Regions from separate parts of the Mus musculus genome. Here all the other regions are linked to region 2. Evidence: chromatin contacts called from public promoter capture Hi-C data. All regions are on one chromosome and are shown on one strand. The core of a region is the stretch at or near the end of the contact, and the rest is flanking DNA. Distances in the headings are between cores, read along the strand shown. Region 1 holds the start of Aprt (adenine phosphoribosyl transferase). Region 2 holds the start of Gse1 (genetic suppressor element 1, coiled-coil protein). Region 3 holds the start of Trappc2l (trafficking protein particle complex 2-like).

Region 1 (4,771 bases), core at 1,370-3,869, 2.0 Mb before region 2:
CCTCTTTTTCCTGGCTTCCCCCACTTGGAAGCTGCCTGAGTTCAGGCTGTTAGGCGCAGCTCTGCCCTGGGGCTCCCTTTCCTTGCTACTGGCTTGCCAGTTGCAGCCCCACCCCACCCCTAACCCCCCTTTCTGCAGAGCCAGAGCTGCTTTTTAAAGCAGGACCCGGGGCTCCACATTCCTAGGATTCTGGAAGGCATGGAGATAGGGATATCCCCGCCTTGCAGCCAGGTGGGTGGGTGAGGCGGGAGGGCCACGTCTCGTTAACTGTGCCCAGTCTGAAACGCCTGAATAACTGCAGTTCATTTTCTTAAATGTCCTTTTCCAGAATTGGGCACCCCCAGGCTGTGAAAAACTAGGGAAGTGTCTGACACCTCCTGAGTCTGTCCCTGAGAAGTGTTTCTGGGCCCATTAGCCAAGACCAGAATCTCCAGCCAGCCCTGCAAGTGCCTGGGAGACCTTGTCCTTCGGACTGATGAATGGAAGAGACCAGCTGCCCTCTGCCCACCCATCCCTGCATGGACGGCCCCTGCAACCAGGTGCAAGGCTCCAAGACTGCTCATCCTGGAGCCCTGACCCTGTAGTCCGCTCTCGAGCACCACAGCCCATCTTGCCAACTGGCTCCTGAAAAGGAAGCCGGGGCCTTGATCACCGTAGGTACGTCAACCCAGGGTCTGAAGCACTGTCACTGTCCCTGCATACATTTCAACCTAGGTGCCGTACACAAAAGTGAAGATTTCAGCGAAATGCCAAGGAAGTGCCATCTATCTGGCTTCTCCCCCAGGCCAACCCTCTGAGCCACCCTACCTCTTTCGCACTGGCTACAAACAAAAGACAAAGACAGCACCTTTTCCAGTCAAGGTGGCATCTGCACTGCCCCATGGAGATGGGAAGATGACAGCCTAAGTTTCTGGCCCTGGCTCAGGGCAGTATGGGGCCACTTCTGTAACCTGCCACCTCTCATATGCTCCACATAATCTCCAAGACCCTTTCTCTGAAGGCTCATGGACAAGTTTTCACATCTGTGCAGTAACTGCAGAGCCAAGGTTGAGCTGTAACGGTTGGGAAATGATGGTGAAGAGACTGAGAGGAAGAATAAAGGAACAGGAGGGGGTTAGCTCTGGTAGCCCCAAGTCTATTTTTGGGTTGGTTTGAGACAGGGTTTCTCAGTGAGGTGCTGGCTCTCCTAGAACTCACTCTGTAGGACAGGCTGGCCTTGAACTCAGAGATCTGCCTGCCTCTCTTGGGAGTGCTGGGATTAAAGGCGTGCGCCATCATGAGACCACCTATCCTGGTCTTTTGTTTGTTTGTTTGTTTTTATTTTTTTCAAGGCAGGGTTTCTCTGTGTAGTCCTGGCTGTCCTGGAACTTACTTTGTAGACCAGGCTGGCCTTGAACTCAGAGATCCACCTGCCTCTGCCTCCCAAGTGCTGGGATTAAAGGCGTGCGCCACCACCGCCCGGCATATCCTGGTCTTTAAAATCGAGATTATGATGGGAGACTGTGTGTTAGATCTCCACGTACCTGTTGCATGAGCTTTCCCTGGGGATTCAGAAACAGATGCCCCAGATACGATTCCAGTGAGAGCCTAAAGTAACCATCGTGTCCAATGAGTTCACTGCCTACAAGAACATGAATGACCCCCAGAGCAGCTGCATCAACCAAACGGAAAAGTCTCGGCCCAGCATAGATGACAAGTTCCTAATAGATTCATAACGGAGCTTCCCTTTAGTTAACCTTCCTCCATGTGAGTGTGTGTGTGTGTGTGTGTGTGTGTGTGTGTGTATTCTAGTGCCTCCAGAGACCACATCAAATGGAAGAATGCAGCTCACGGGCTCACAGGAAGGTCCAAGAAGGAATGTTTAGAATCCATTGGACCCTCCCCACACCCTCTCCTTTGATGGAGCATGGGCCAATTTGGAGGATATCTTTTGAGTAATTGCAACTGCACTGAAGATGATAATGGCCATTATACTCAGAGGACAGTCTTCCACACCACTACCTATAGACCCAGGTACTGTGCTGGGAAGGTAGAACCCCAGTTCTGTCTCTGGCTATCAGGACCTTCTGGTCCCCACCCCAAAACGAGGAGGGCACATTCTGTTGCAATGCACAGGAGTGTCTGTGGTCTCAGAGAAGGCATTCCTTACCCGCCCTGCTACCCTGCTTTCCCCTGCGCTCTAGCCCACACACAGTGCACTCCCACCTCTGGACCTAAGACTATCCATCAGCTCCCTTCCGGGCTAATTCCAGGAAAGCAGGGGCTGAATCTCAGGCCCCTTGTACTATGCGCGAGGGAAGGAACGCAAGGCCAAACCACTCCAGCGGACCTGGGCAAGACCCGTCCCTGCTCCCCCAGGTCCAGAAGACTAGCCCCTGGAAAAGCAGGACTGAAAAAGCGTGTGTGGGGCAAAACCAAAAAAGGATGGACATCGCACATCCCCTTTCCACCCATATATCTTTGAGGTAGGGATGCTTGTGTTTAGGCAGCTCAAGAAATCTAACCCCTGACTCAGGCCCCACACACACCTCGCAGAGGCCCCGCCTCTCAGCCTGTCCCGCCCCTCGTGCTAGACCAACCCGCACCCAGAAGCCCCGCCCATCGAGGACGCTCCGCCCTTGTTCCCCCCGGGATTGACGTGAGTTTAGCGTGCTGATACCTACCTCCTCCCTGCCTCCTACACGCACGCGGCCATGTCGGAACCTGAGTTGAAACTGGTGGCGCGGCGCATCCGCAGCTTCCCCGACTTCCCAATCCCGGGCGTGCTGTTCAGGTGCGGTCACGAGCCGGCGAGGCGTTGGCGCTGTACGCTCATCCCCCGGCGCAGGCGCGTAGGCAGCCTCGGGGATCTTGCGGGGCCTCTGCCCGGCCACACGCGGGTCACTCTCCTGTCCTTGTTCCCAGGGATATCTCGCCCCTCTTGAAAGACCCGGACTCCTTCCGAGCTTCCATCCGCCTCTTGGCCAGTCACCTGAAGTCCACGCACAGCGGCAAGATCGACTACATCGCAGGCGAGTGGCCTTGCTAGGCCGTGCTCGTCCCCCACGGTCCTAGCCCCTATCCCCTTTCCCCCTCGTGTCACCCACAGTCTGCCCCACACCCATCCATTCTTTCTTCAACCTCTGACACTTCCTCCTTGGTTCCTCACTGCCTTGGACGCTTGTTCACCCTGGATGAACTATGTAGGAGTCTCCCTTCCCTGCTAGGTACCCTAAGGCATCTGCCCTCGGTGCTTGTTCCTAGAGACGAACTCTGCTCTGTCCTTGTGTCCAGAACCAGGCCTCCCTCTTTTAGGGCACAAAGCTGGCCAGCATCCTGACAGCAGGCTGGGAGACCCTGGAACCTCCAGATGACGGACATCCTTGCTTAGGGGTAGCCTCTGGGATGAACTAGATACTAAAAATTAGGTAACCTTGGTTGGGCGTGGCGTGCCTGGGCAGACCTCAAGCCTGGTAGCTTCAGGGGCTGTTTCTCCCCAGGACTACACCGGGGCATCTTTCTCTTGTTCCCTCACACAAGCTTGTGTTAAACAACTGCTGTCTACCTGGCTCCATGCCTGAGCTTCAGAAACACCCTAGGACAGCTGAATGTCCACCAGGAGTGTCCAGAGGGAGGGTGGGCACCCCAGAGAACAGAGTGGCCCTGGTAAGTGCTCAGGGACCACAGACTTTTGCCCACTTCACTTCCTATTGGTACCCCTGGCCATGCTCCAGAAATTAGGGCATGTATGTATCCTTCCCACGACAGCTAGATGCTGCATTTGAAAGGTGGCAAGAGCCACCATAGGTGGCCCTGAGCTGTTCAGAAGGCAGGTAGGATCCCCAAGGCTGAGATGATGAGTTGATGGCTACCCAGTAGCCATCAACGTTCTTCTAGCCGTAGTCAGCAAGACCTAGTGTTCCTAGCAAGTGTTGACCTCGCCCATACTTGGCCTCTAGATTCCCATGCCCCTCAGCTCCATCCCACAACCTTCCCTCCTTACCCTAACAGGTCTAGACTCCAGGGGCTTCCTGTTTGGCCCTTCCCTAGCTCAGGAGCTGGGCGTGGGCTGTGTGCTCATCCGGAAACAGGGGAAGCTGCCGGGCCCCACTGTGTCAGCCTCCTATTCTCTGGAGTATGGGAAGGTAAGCGAGCTGTGTGTAGAGGAAGGGCAGGGTCTTATCACGGCTACCAGTGTCTAGGAGTAAATGTGGGTGCTCAGAGAGGTTGAGACATTGGGTCAGGTTTACACCACCCAGAAACGCTCGAGGCTAGGGAGGTGGCCACTTGTTCGCGCCTAGACTCTGTCTTACACTACTTCCTGTCTGCAGGCTGAGCTGGAAATCCAGAAAGATGCCTTGGAACCCGGGCAGAGAGTGGTCATTGTGGATGACCTCCTGGCCACAGGAGGTAAAGAACCAACCCAAGACAAACAGACTTCAAAGGGCCAGACCCTGTCCTGGGTGCTGACTAAGCAAAGAGCTTGAACACCTCCTCTTTCTCTGTCCCTTCCCCCCAGGAACCATGTTTGCGGCCTGTGACCTGCTGCACCAGCTCCGGGCTGAAGTGGTGGAGTGTGTGAGCCTGGTGGAGCTGACCTCGCTGAAGGGCAGGGAGAGGCTAGGACCTATACCATTCTTCTCTCTCCTCCAGTATGACTGAGGAGCTGGCTAGATGGTCACACCCCTGCTCCCAGCAGCACCAGGAACTGCTTGGTGGCTCAGCCCAGGCGCCTAAGTGACCTTTGTGAGCTACCGGCCGCCCTTTTGTGAGTGTTATCACTCATTCCTTT
Region 2 (4,184 bases), core at 687-3,186:
GCCCCAGGCCAGCCCCAAGGTTAGCTTAATGGGGGCCTGACAAGGCCTGATTCCTAGTAATTTTAAAATGTTAACTAACTATATACACCCCCTTTTCAACCGTAACTGGTCAGAATCCTACTAGCTGCCCCCAACAGGTCAGGGCCTGATCTGGCCTCTCTGCCTTCCCGGTTCGGAACCTGCCCTAAGGCAGGCACAACAGAGCCCAAAGCCAGGACAGGCCTCCCACCTCCTTTCCGAAGGCGTGGCTGACCCCGGGTCTCTGGCTGGCTGCTCACCAGCGCCCCCTCCCCCCAAGCCTCCTCCGCTCCAGCTGCCAAACCAGGCGACAAAAGCCAACCTTGTACCAAGCCATCAAGGCGCACACACACACACACACACACACACACACACACACACACACACCCCAGGAGGTGGTCAGGCGTGACCCGGTGGCTGTGAGAAGTGTTGAGCAAGCGGCTTCGGCACAGCGAGCCCCATCGAGGGAGGCTGCCAGCAACCCTGTTCCGGTCCACCCGGTGGGGCGTGACACCCAGCATAGCAGATGACACACGCTGCCAGTCGGAGCCTGTGCCCCGGCCCCCCTCACCTGTGGCGGGGCGACTGAGTGGCTGAGTCAGACACAGCCTGCGCCTCAGGTTCCCCGCCTGCGGGTGGGGGCGGCTGTAAACACAGGCTAAGCAACACTTAAGTAGCCAAGCTTAAGTAACACGGACGCCCAGGGAAGGCTGCTCGCCAGGGGGGCCTTGTCTTCCTCGGGAAGAGGGGGTAAACCAGTCTCAGACTGAGACACTGCCAAGCGGCCAGCCAAGACCTCCTGCCTCTTTGTCCCCCAGTGCTGGGAATCGGCTTAGGCCCGATGCTCCCTCCTAGAGCGAGGCTGCGCCTTTTGTTCCGGTCCTCTTTACAAAAGGATCTTGTATTTTGGTTTGTTTTTTTCCCCCCTTCCATTTGGTGGTCTCGCTTGTTTTCAAACCCCAACCTGTGTGGGCCCCAACCGCGACAGATAAGGCACCGCAGGGGTCTAGTAAGGGTTTAGAGTGCTTTAAATGCATGGAAGACAAAGGCTGGTTTGCACCAAACCGACCCAACTCGAGCTGGCACCCCCACCACGGGTGGCAGGTGCGCGGGGGCGCCCCTTGCTCGCTCCCGGCTCCGATGCCCAGACCTGCGGCCCCAAGCCTGCTCCTCGCAGTCCTATTCGGCCCCCGCCACCTCCCGGCGCTCGGAGAGGCGGGCAGCGGGGAGGGCAGCCCAGCTCCCGCTCCGCCTCCAAGAAGGGAATTTAATTAGCCTGCCGGAGAGGCGGCGGGCGACGAGGTGTCTCTGGTGCTGCAATATAATTGAATCGGCTCCACTCGGGCGGGCCACTCGCCGTCAGCGCGGCCGCGGGGGGCGGGGAGGCGCATCCAGGCGGAGCGGGAAGGGCTGGGCGGGGGGTTCGGAGGCCCCTTGGACTGCCACCCCAGGTAAAGCACCCCCCCCCCCATCCAACCACCTGCCTGGGCGCCCCCGCCCCATCCAAAGTTTTGCTACAACCCCGAGCCCCGGAGCCGCCCCCGCGCACTTCCCCGCGCACTTCCGCGGCAGCAGAGCCGGCTGAGCCCAGCGCGCGCGCGCGCAGCCGCGAGTGTGGCTTCAGGTCGGCCGCGCGCCCCGCGCTTCTCGTCCCTCACACCCGCGGGACCTGGCACCGGCCGTTGGCGCCCCTCCCGAGCCCACAAACTTGGGGAGAGGAAGAACGAGGGAACCCCCGCCACCATCCCCCACCCGCGCGCTCACCTTTCATGCCAGGGCCCCGCTGCTCCACCGCTCCTGACACATGCCGGAGCCACCGTCGCCCGGGTTTGTCTGAACTGCTTATCTCACCCGGGGCTGTGCGGCGGCGGCTCCGCCGCTCGGGGAGGTGGAGCTTCCGGGGCCTGGGCCAAGAAACACCTGCTGCTGTCGCCGCTGAGGACACACCCAAGCGCAACGCCGCCCACTCCCCGGCCCCGGCTCGCTCCCGGCGCCCTGACCTCAGCCGGCGGGAGGTGTCGGGTTTCAGCCGCAAGCGCACGCGCGCGCACCGACAGACCGCCCGGAGCACCCAGCGCGGTCACAACCCGCCGGGTAGGTGCCGCCCCCCGCGCTCCTGGCGACCCTGGCTGTCCGGACAGTCCAGGGGGATCTCTCAGAGGCCTCGCGGGCCACTCATCTCCAAGAGTAGGGAGGAGTGGCTTACAACACGCCTGCCATATCCGAGCCTCATAGCCGCCTCCCCAAGCGCCTGGAACAGTGCCTGGCACCTGGCCACCCACTAAGAGAGGGGAGGGATAGGCCTTTCCTTGTGCTGAGTGGAGGGGACCACACAATATAGGCCGTTGGCCTCTCTCGATCTCCAAGATGCCTGATCTATTACCACAACTTTAAAGGACTTAATGTTAAGAGCTCGGGCCACGAGCCTCTGTCCCAAAGTTTTGCAAAGTCTCCATCTCGCTTTAAGGAATTTTTGAGAAGGCCAAACGGCGGGGGCTCTAGTTCTTTAAAGAGCCCATGTTCGAGAAGTCCACGGAGGCGCCGCTGCGCCAGGGGCATCATTAAGTAGCTGGGGTTGCGGTCAGAGGCGAGGCCGCCGCCTCCAGAAACTGGCACAACCCACCGCGCCACCGGCCCCAGCGCACCGCCTTCCCACTCTTGGCACCCCCACCCACCCTACCTCACCCAGGCACTTCACGGGGATGACTCAGGGAGCGTCCTGAAATTCCTCGGCACCCACAGGCGGCGCGGAGAGGGACTGTGGGCCCCAGCGTCCCCGCCCACAACGCGACCGATCCCTAGAAACACCCCCTTCCCGCCACCCGGGAAGCGCGAGGTTACAGCGCGAGCCAGGCAGCCGGGGACCCTCGGCCGGACCCAGCGCGCAGAGAGCAGCCATCGAGGTGGCAAGGTCGTCGCGAGGTCCCGGGGTCTCCCCCGCCCGGCCTTTCTACACAGCTCTCTTAATGATCCTCCACTTTCAGACTTTCAAGCCCGGAGGCCACCGCACCGGGGGGGTTGGGGGGGGAACCTCAGCGCCGCTGCGGGTCTCAACTTTCCACCGCGGTGCCAGCCCCAAACCTGCCCCGGGACATGCCCGCGCAGTGCTCCGCAGGCGCGCGCTGCCTCCCCCGCCTTCCTCCCTCCCGCGCCAGCCGGGACAGCGCCGGGAGCGAGCGCGGGCGCCAGCACCCCCCGTCCATCTGTTCCCGATGACGCCGGCGGCGGGCAGCGCTCGGGGCCCGCGCCAGCAGAAGCCGCCGATGCCGCGGGGCGGGGGCGCACGCCGGGCCAGTCTTGCACAAGCCCCTGGCCGACCACAAACGACAAGGGAAACGGGCGGGCGAGGGAGGGCGGAGTTGCTGCTCCTACCTGCGGCCACCGGGTCCCTGGCCCCACACACGCGCTGCGCGGCCTTTGGTCCACGCGTTAGTTCGCGTCGCCCGGGGCAGCGTGGCCTCCGCAAGTTTACGACGCTGGAGACCAGGAGGATGCGCCGGGCTCCCCAGGAGTGGGGGCGGGGAGAGGCGCCTTTACCCGTCGGGAATCGCACGCGGGAGGGGGGAGGGGGGACAGGGAGGTGTCAGGAGAAACAACTGGCCTCGAGCCGTAAAAACAAAATGAAAAACCTCCCGGGCTGGTCCAACCCCTTTCCCACCTGGATTACTGGCTTGGGGGGGTGGGGAGGGGACAACATGTAAATGAGCAGCTCGCACCTGGCCGCGCTGCCTGCGGGCCAGGTTCCCCAGGTAACAACACCAGGCTCTTCCTCCAAATCTTGTCGCACCTTTCTCCCTAGGGTATCTAGAAGGCCAAGTTCAGTCACCTGTTTGGTGAGAACTAGGCAGGCCATCCTATAAATTTGTGGGTGACCACTATGAGCTACCACCTGTTTTGCTTTTTTTTTTTTTTTTAAGAAGCTGGCTGCTCTCCCCCACCCCACCCCAATACAAGGCAGCTCCGCTGAAACCGTACCCCCAACCGGGGTTTCAAATGAGGTACCTGCCCAGAAAGTAGTCAAGGTTGCAAGCCTGCAGGTGAGCCAGGCATCCTCCCCCAGCTTCTCAAACCAGGAGTCTGGTCTCCATCCAGCCCCAGACTGTCCAAGGTAGCAAGAGGGTGACAGACACCCACGATGGCCACAGGGGGACAGCAGTGAGCCAGCT
Region 3 (4,519 bases), core at 1,997-4,496, 2.1 Mb before region 2:
TCTTCTGGGGTGCCTGAAGTTAGCTACAGTGTACTTACATATACTAAATAAATAAATCTTTAAAAAAAAGAAAAGAAAAAGAAAGAAAAGAAAGAAAGAAAATTCTGGAAGCAGGTTTGCAGTGCCTGCATATGAAGTCCATGCCCCCTGATGAGGCACCTGCATGAGGTCCATCCAGCTGGAAGGGAGACACCCAAGCCAACACAAAAGGCACGCCAAGCAACAGGAGGACATTGCCTCCGAAAAGGGTATGCCACAGCATGAGCCCTTGCTGAGCCTTCTCTAGGTCCTCAGGTACCCACAGACACACCTGGGAGGTCAGATGGGTGAGCCTTGGCCCAATCTGCCCATACACACAGAGGTCTGTGTCAGCGCTACGTTAGAAAAATGGGGCTGACTGCTTTGAAATAGTGGCCTTGGGACAGGGCTCCTACGTGGTTCCCTTGCTTTCCTAATGACCATGTTATCAAAAAGCAGGTCCCACCTTGACTGGATGCGGTCTCCCGGGTTGTAGAAGGGGTTGCACATCACATCTGTGTAAGAGTTATGCAGCTTCCGGAACATCTAAAAGAAGAGCAAACGAAGCCGGGCAGTGGTGGCAAATGCCTTTAATCCCAGCACTTGGGAGGCAGAGGCAGGCGGATTTCTGAGTTCGAGGCCAGCCTGGGCTACAGAGTGAGTTCCAGGATAGCCAAGGCTATACAGAGAAACCCTGTCTCAAAAAACAAACAAACAAACAAACAAAAAGTAGAAGAGCAAACGAACACCGGTTAGATGAACGCACTCATGGGGCTGTTGCAGGCTTTTGCCTTCCCAGTGCGGAAAGTGAGGGGCAGATACCCACCTCAGCCCTCTGCACTTACACTGCGGATCTCGTTGTCCCGAAGGGCTGTATTGGAGGAATCCACGACCATGACAAATTTCACCTTGGAATTGGTCACATACCCATATCTGCACGGCTGGTTAAGGAACAAGCCTTGGCACAGAGGCTGTGTGACTGCATACGACACACACCGCATCACAATCAAGAGCCTGCAAGACCTTTGTGAACACTCATTTCAGAGAAGCCTAATACCTGGAGTCAGAGGAAGTGCCAGGCTTGGGTGGCTTGGCAGGAACCATGCAGGTGTGCACCTGAACTGGGGAACAGCCCAGCCTCCTTTTGAACTGATCCTGGGCTTGGGATGTTAACTTTTGCCATCAGTGTTAACACAGTGACTGCAACACCAGTGTCACTGTGGATAGGCTACAATTAATCCCCATGTGAATGTCCTTGGATTCTATGGTCTTAATCATTTGTCCAAAAGGAATGGCCAAGAATTTACAGCGTCACACGAGACTGAGCCTAACAACAGTATCATGAAACAATCGCCCTTGATTCAAAGTTGGTGGCCTCTAGTGAGCCCAGAGAAGCCCAGATTCCCACTATGTCAACTTGCATCCTCCTGGATGCTCAGACTTGCTTTTCCAGGGACTCTTCCAATTAAAGGGAGACAATGTCCAGAGGCTTCCATTAGCTTCGGGCCACCTGCCTGCCTGACCAGCTGAAACCCCTGACACGTTTTCTTTGCCAGCGTTTCCTCCCAGATCCTGCTCCGTGAGTGCAGGATGGGTGCTGAGCAGTGGTGGATACACCTTGTAGTCCTCGGTGGGGTAGAGCAGGCCCAGGTACAGCTCCCTCTGGTCCACCAGTGCTTTCCCCATGGCAGAGATCTTCTCGTCTACCACATCCAGAGACGTGTGCACCATGTAGTGGAACTTGAGCTCACTCTCTGTCGGAGTGCTTCGGATGTACAGAGGGTAATTCTGCAGGAAGAGATGGCAGCCCACCCAGTGAGTTCGGGCTCTAAGGGCAAAGTCAAAGCACTCGTGTGCTCTCAGCCTGACAATGACTCTCTACTGCTTAATGCACTGTGGCATGCTGCCTTCAGCGACATAACTGAACCTAAGGAAGACTGTCTGCAGAGAGTGGACTATAAAGATAAAACTGGGTGGTGTGGCACTTGCCTGACATGCACAGGGCACTAAGTCCAATTCCCAGTGCCAAAAAGAAAAGCAATATGGGACCAGAGATGTAACTCCGTAGTGGAGTGCTTGAGTCGCAGCATTAAGCCCTAGTTCTCTCACCTGTACCAGAAAGGAGGAGGAAGGGAGGGTGGAAGCAGTAGAGACAAATGCACAGGGGCAGGAAGTGAGCAGAAATGACTCCGGAATGCCAACCTGAGCACAGCCTAACAACATACCCTGACACTTCTCTTCCTAGGATCACCTCTGCCTCAACCACCAGCACACTCTGTAGTGTCATCCTAACAGCAGGGGCACTAGCTATTTCTTAACGTGCCACACTAGGGTAGTGGTCTGTTCTCAGTGCTTCGAGACATTGAATGAGTCTCCAAATCAGGACCCTTCAGCATAGATACTGGACTTCCTCCTCCTGAGTTTATCAAAGCAGCAGCTGCCTATGACATGAGTTTTGGTTTTGGTGGCCTCCTGGGGGTATAACTCCCTCTTTCATACTGACAGCTTCACAGCAGTCTAATCCCTAATGGCAGATCTCAGAAAAAGCCTAATAGGGATACAGGCTTCATGCAACAGGATATTGTGGCCCTCTGGAGCTGTCTTAGCATCCATAAACAGCTTTCCGGAAAGAAATGAATATATATGTTGGCCAGCAAGATGACAGTTGGGAATAGAGGGTACAAAGGGGAGAGGGATGCTGTCTAGAGGTTTGCAGGCCTTCACGGTGGAGTAGAAGGGTGCAAAAGACATGAAGGGGACTATCCTAAGGCAAAGAAAAGCACTTGGATTCTAGGCTGACTTGAGCCGCGCCAGGCTTATATTTAAATAGCGCCGGCTGGGCAGCCAGGGGACGGTCCGGAAGGCGGGGCAGAAAGACCGGACGCGGAAGGCAGCTGAGGCCGTGAAAAGAACGCGTAGAGCGACGGGTGGCAGGCTGCAGCGACCAGCTAAGCTTCCCGGGGGATCTCAAAACCCGGAGGCGGAGGCCTGCAAACTGGCGGCGGACGGCTGTCAGCTGTCAGCGAAAGCGAGCCGGAAGGATCCTGATCATAGGGCTTGGCTGAGGCTTGGAGCTCAGAGTTGAAAAGATCAAGACCATGGCTGGAAGGAGGCCCGCCGCCCGCCGCCCGCCGCCCGCCGCCCGCAGCCTCTCACGCACCTCCTTGGCGATCACCGCGATGCACACCGCCATATTGGCAGGCTGTGCGCCACATCATGTGACCCGATGTGGAGGCAGGCCCCGCCCATTCTCCTCCCACCGAGGCTCAGAGCCCGCCTCTCTCTACCATGGCTCCGCCCAGACTCTCAGGTCCGGCCTTGGTCCCGCCCCTTTCCCGTAAGGCCCAGCCCACTCCCTTGTCACTCAGACAGCCTAGGCCCCACCTCTCCCTCTTCTTTTCTCCGTGGCCCTGCCCCTCCTCTCATTCTGCCGCCAGGGCCCGCCCTACAGTCCAAAAGGAACCGCGGCAGGCTTGGGACTGGGTCTTGACTCCTCAGCGGGAGCTTGGTTTGCTATGGCGGCCTGTACCGCAGCCCAGCAGCTGCTGCTGGTACTGAGTGCCCTAGGACTCTTGGCCGCAGGTGCTCCGCAGCCCCCCAACATCGTGCTACTGCTCATGGACGATGTAAGTGGGGCCACGCGGCGGGGGGACACGGAAGACACAGGGCAGCCACACGGCGGATGAGCAGTGACCCGAGGGAGGCCCAGAGCCCGGTGTCACATCTTTCACTGTTTCCGCAGTGGGGGTAGGTGTTCAGGGAGGCCCTTTTCTTCCTACTTCCCCTCCCGAGAGCGGGCTGACATTCTCCTCCCCTCAACAGGTGGCCCTGCCTTGGTGCCCACCTCCAGCCTGACCTCTGGGGGAACTCTGACCACAAAGTCAGGCATAGAATGTCACCTGCGAGTGCAGCCTGTGGTCATTTATGAATTCTGCCCTGGGGCATATCTCCCTCAGTGTCCCTGTCTGAGAAATCTGTCGCCCTGAAGTGACATGAAAGCTTAGAAATCAGTCATGTAGAACACTAAGTCAGATGGAACTATCCAAACAGAACTAGATGGACTGTGCCTTCCTCGCAGTCTCAGCCTGCCAGCCCCACCTCCACCCCCACCCCCCCACCCCCAGACACACACTGTGGAGTGACATCTGTTGGCTATTGTTAGAATCAGAGTCACATCCAGTTCAGGATGATTTGAAACAAATCAGAGGCTAATACCGGCCGAGGCTAATTAATAGCCAAACCAGCCCTCTGCAGGGCCTTCAGACCTGTGCTGATCCACACTTACCTCCTCAAAAAGGGGAGAGGGATGCTGTCTAGCGATCTGTGGGCCCATCAGAATGGAGAGGTGCTATATATGTAAAATAAGTTGAATTTTAGAGACTTTTAAAAAAAGATTTATTTATTATTATAGATAAGTACACTGTCGCTGTCTTCAGACACACCAGAAGAGGGTGTCAGATCTCATTATGAGTGGATGTGAGCCACCATGTGGTTGTTGGGA

Evidence for each region. Promoter capture Hi-C pulls out the DNA fragments that hold promoters and counts their contacts.
Region 1: a promoter capture Hi-C map of liver shows a contact between it and region 2, with 8 times the contacts expected there. The contact joins the promoter of Aprt here to the promoter of Gse1 in region 2. A contact is called at or near these places in 2 of 39 promoter capture datasets (embryonic stem cells and liver).
Region 3: a contact with region 2 is called in a promoter capture Hi-C map of pre-B cells, with 6 times the contacts expected there. The contact joins the promoter of Trappc2l here to the promoter of Gse1 in region 2. A contact is called at or near these places in 1 of 39 promoter capture datasets (pre-B cells) and 1 of 115 datasets of contacts at active chromatin or transcription factors (embryonic stem cells).

Annotation. Positions count from the first base shown.
Region 1 is chr8:122,574,755-122,579,525 of GRCm38.p6, reverse strand. It overlaps Aprt (adenine phosphoribosyl transferase), which reads left to right and starts at 2,619. Exons shown (of 5, transcript NM_009698.2): 1 at 2,619-2,773; 2 at 2,905-3,011; 3 at 3,991-4,124; 4 at 4,311-4,389; 5 at 4,499-4,771. The coding sequence starts at 2,694. The coding sequence ends at 4,641. It overlaps Galns (galactosamine (N-acetyl)-6-sulfate sulfatase), which reads left to right. Exons shown (of 14, transcript NM_016722.4): 14 at 329-1,289. The coding sequence ends at 415.
Region 2 is chr8:120,535,161-120,539,344 of GRCm38.p6, reverse strand. It overlaps Gse1 (genetic suppressor element 1, coiled-coil protein), which reads right to left and starts at 1,936. Exons shown (of 16, transcript NM_001145896.1): 1 at 1,783-1,936. The coding sequence starts at 1,789. 1700016A09Rik (RIKEN cDNA 1700016A09 gene) reads left to right here and starts at 1,619. Exons shown (of 1, transcript NR_151732.1): 1 at 1,619-2,453. Mir7687 (microRNA 7687) reads right to left here and starts at 649; the gene lies at 591-649.
Region 3 is chr8:122,610,353-122,614,871 of GRCm38.p6, reverse strand. Trappc2l (trafficking protein particle complex 2-like) reads right to left here and starts at 3,246. Exons shown (of 5, transcript NM_021502.2): 1 at 3,179-3,246; 2 at 1,634-1,806; 3 at 864-951; 4 at 485-564. The coding sequence starts at 3,211. It overlaps Galns (galactosamine (N-acetyl)-6-sulfate sulfatase), which reads left to right and starts at 3,385. Exons shown (of 14, transcript NM_016722.4): 1 at 3,385-3,644. The coding sequence starts at 3,534.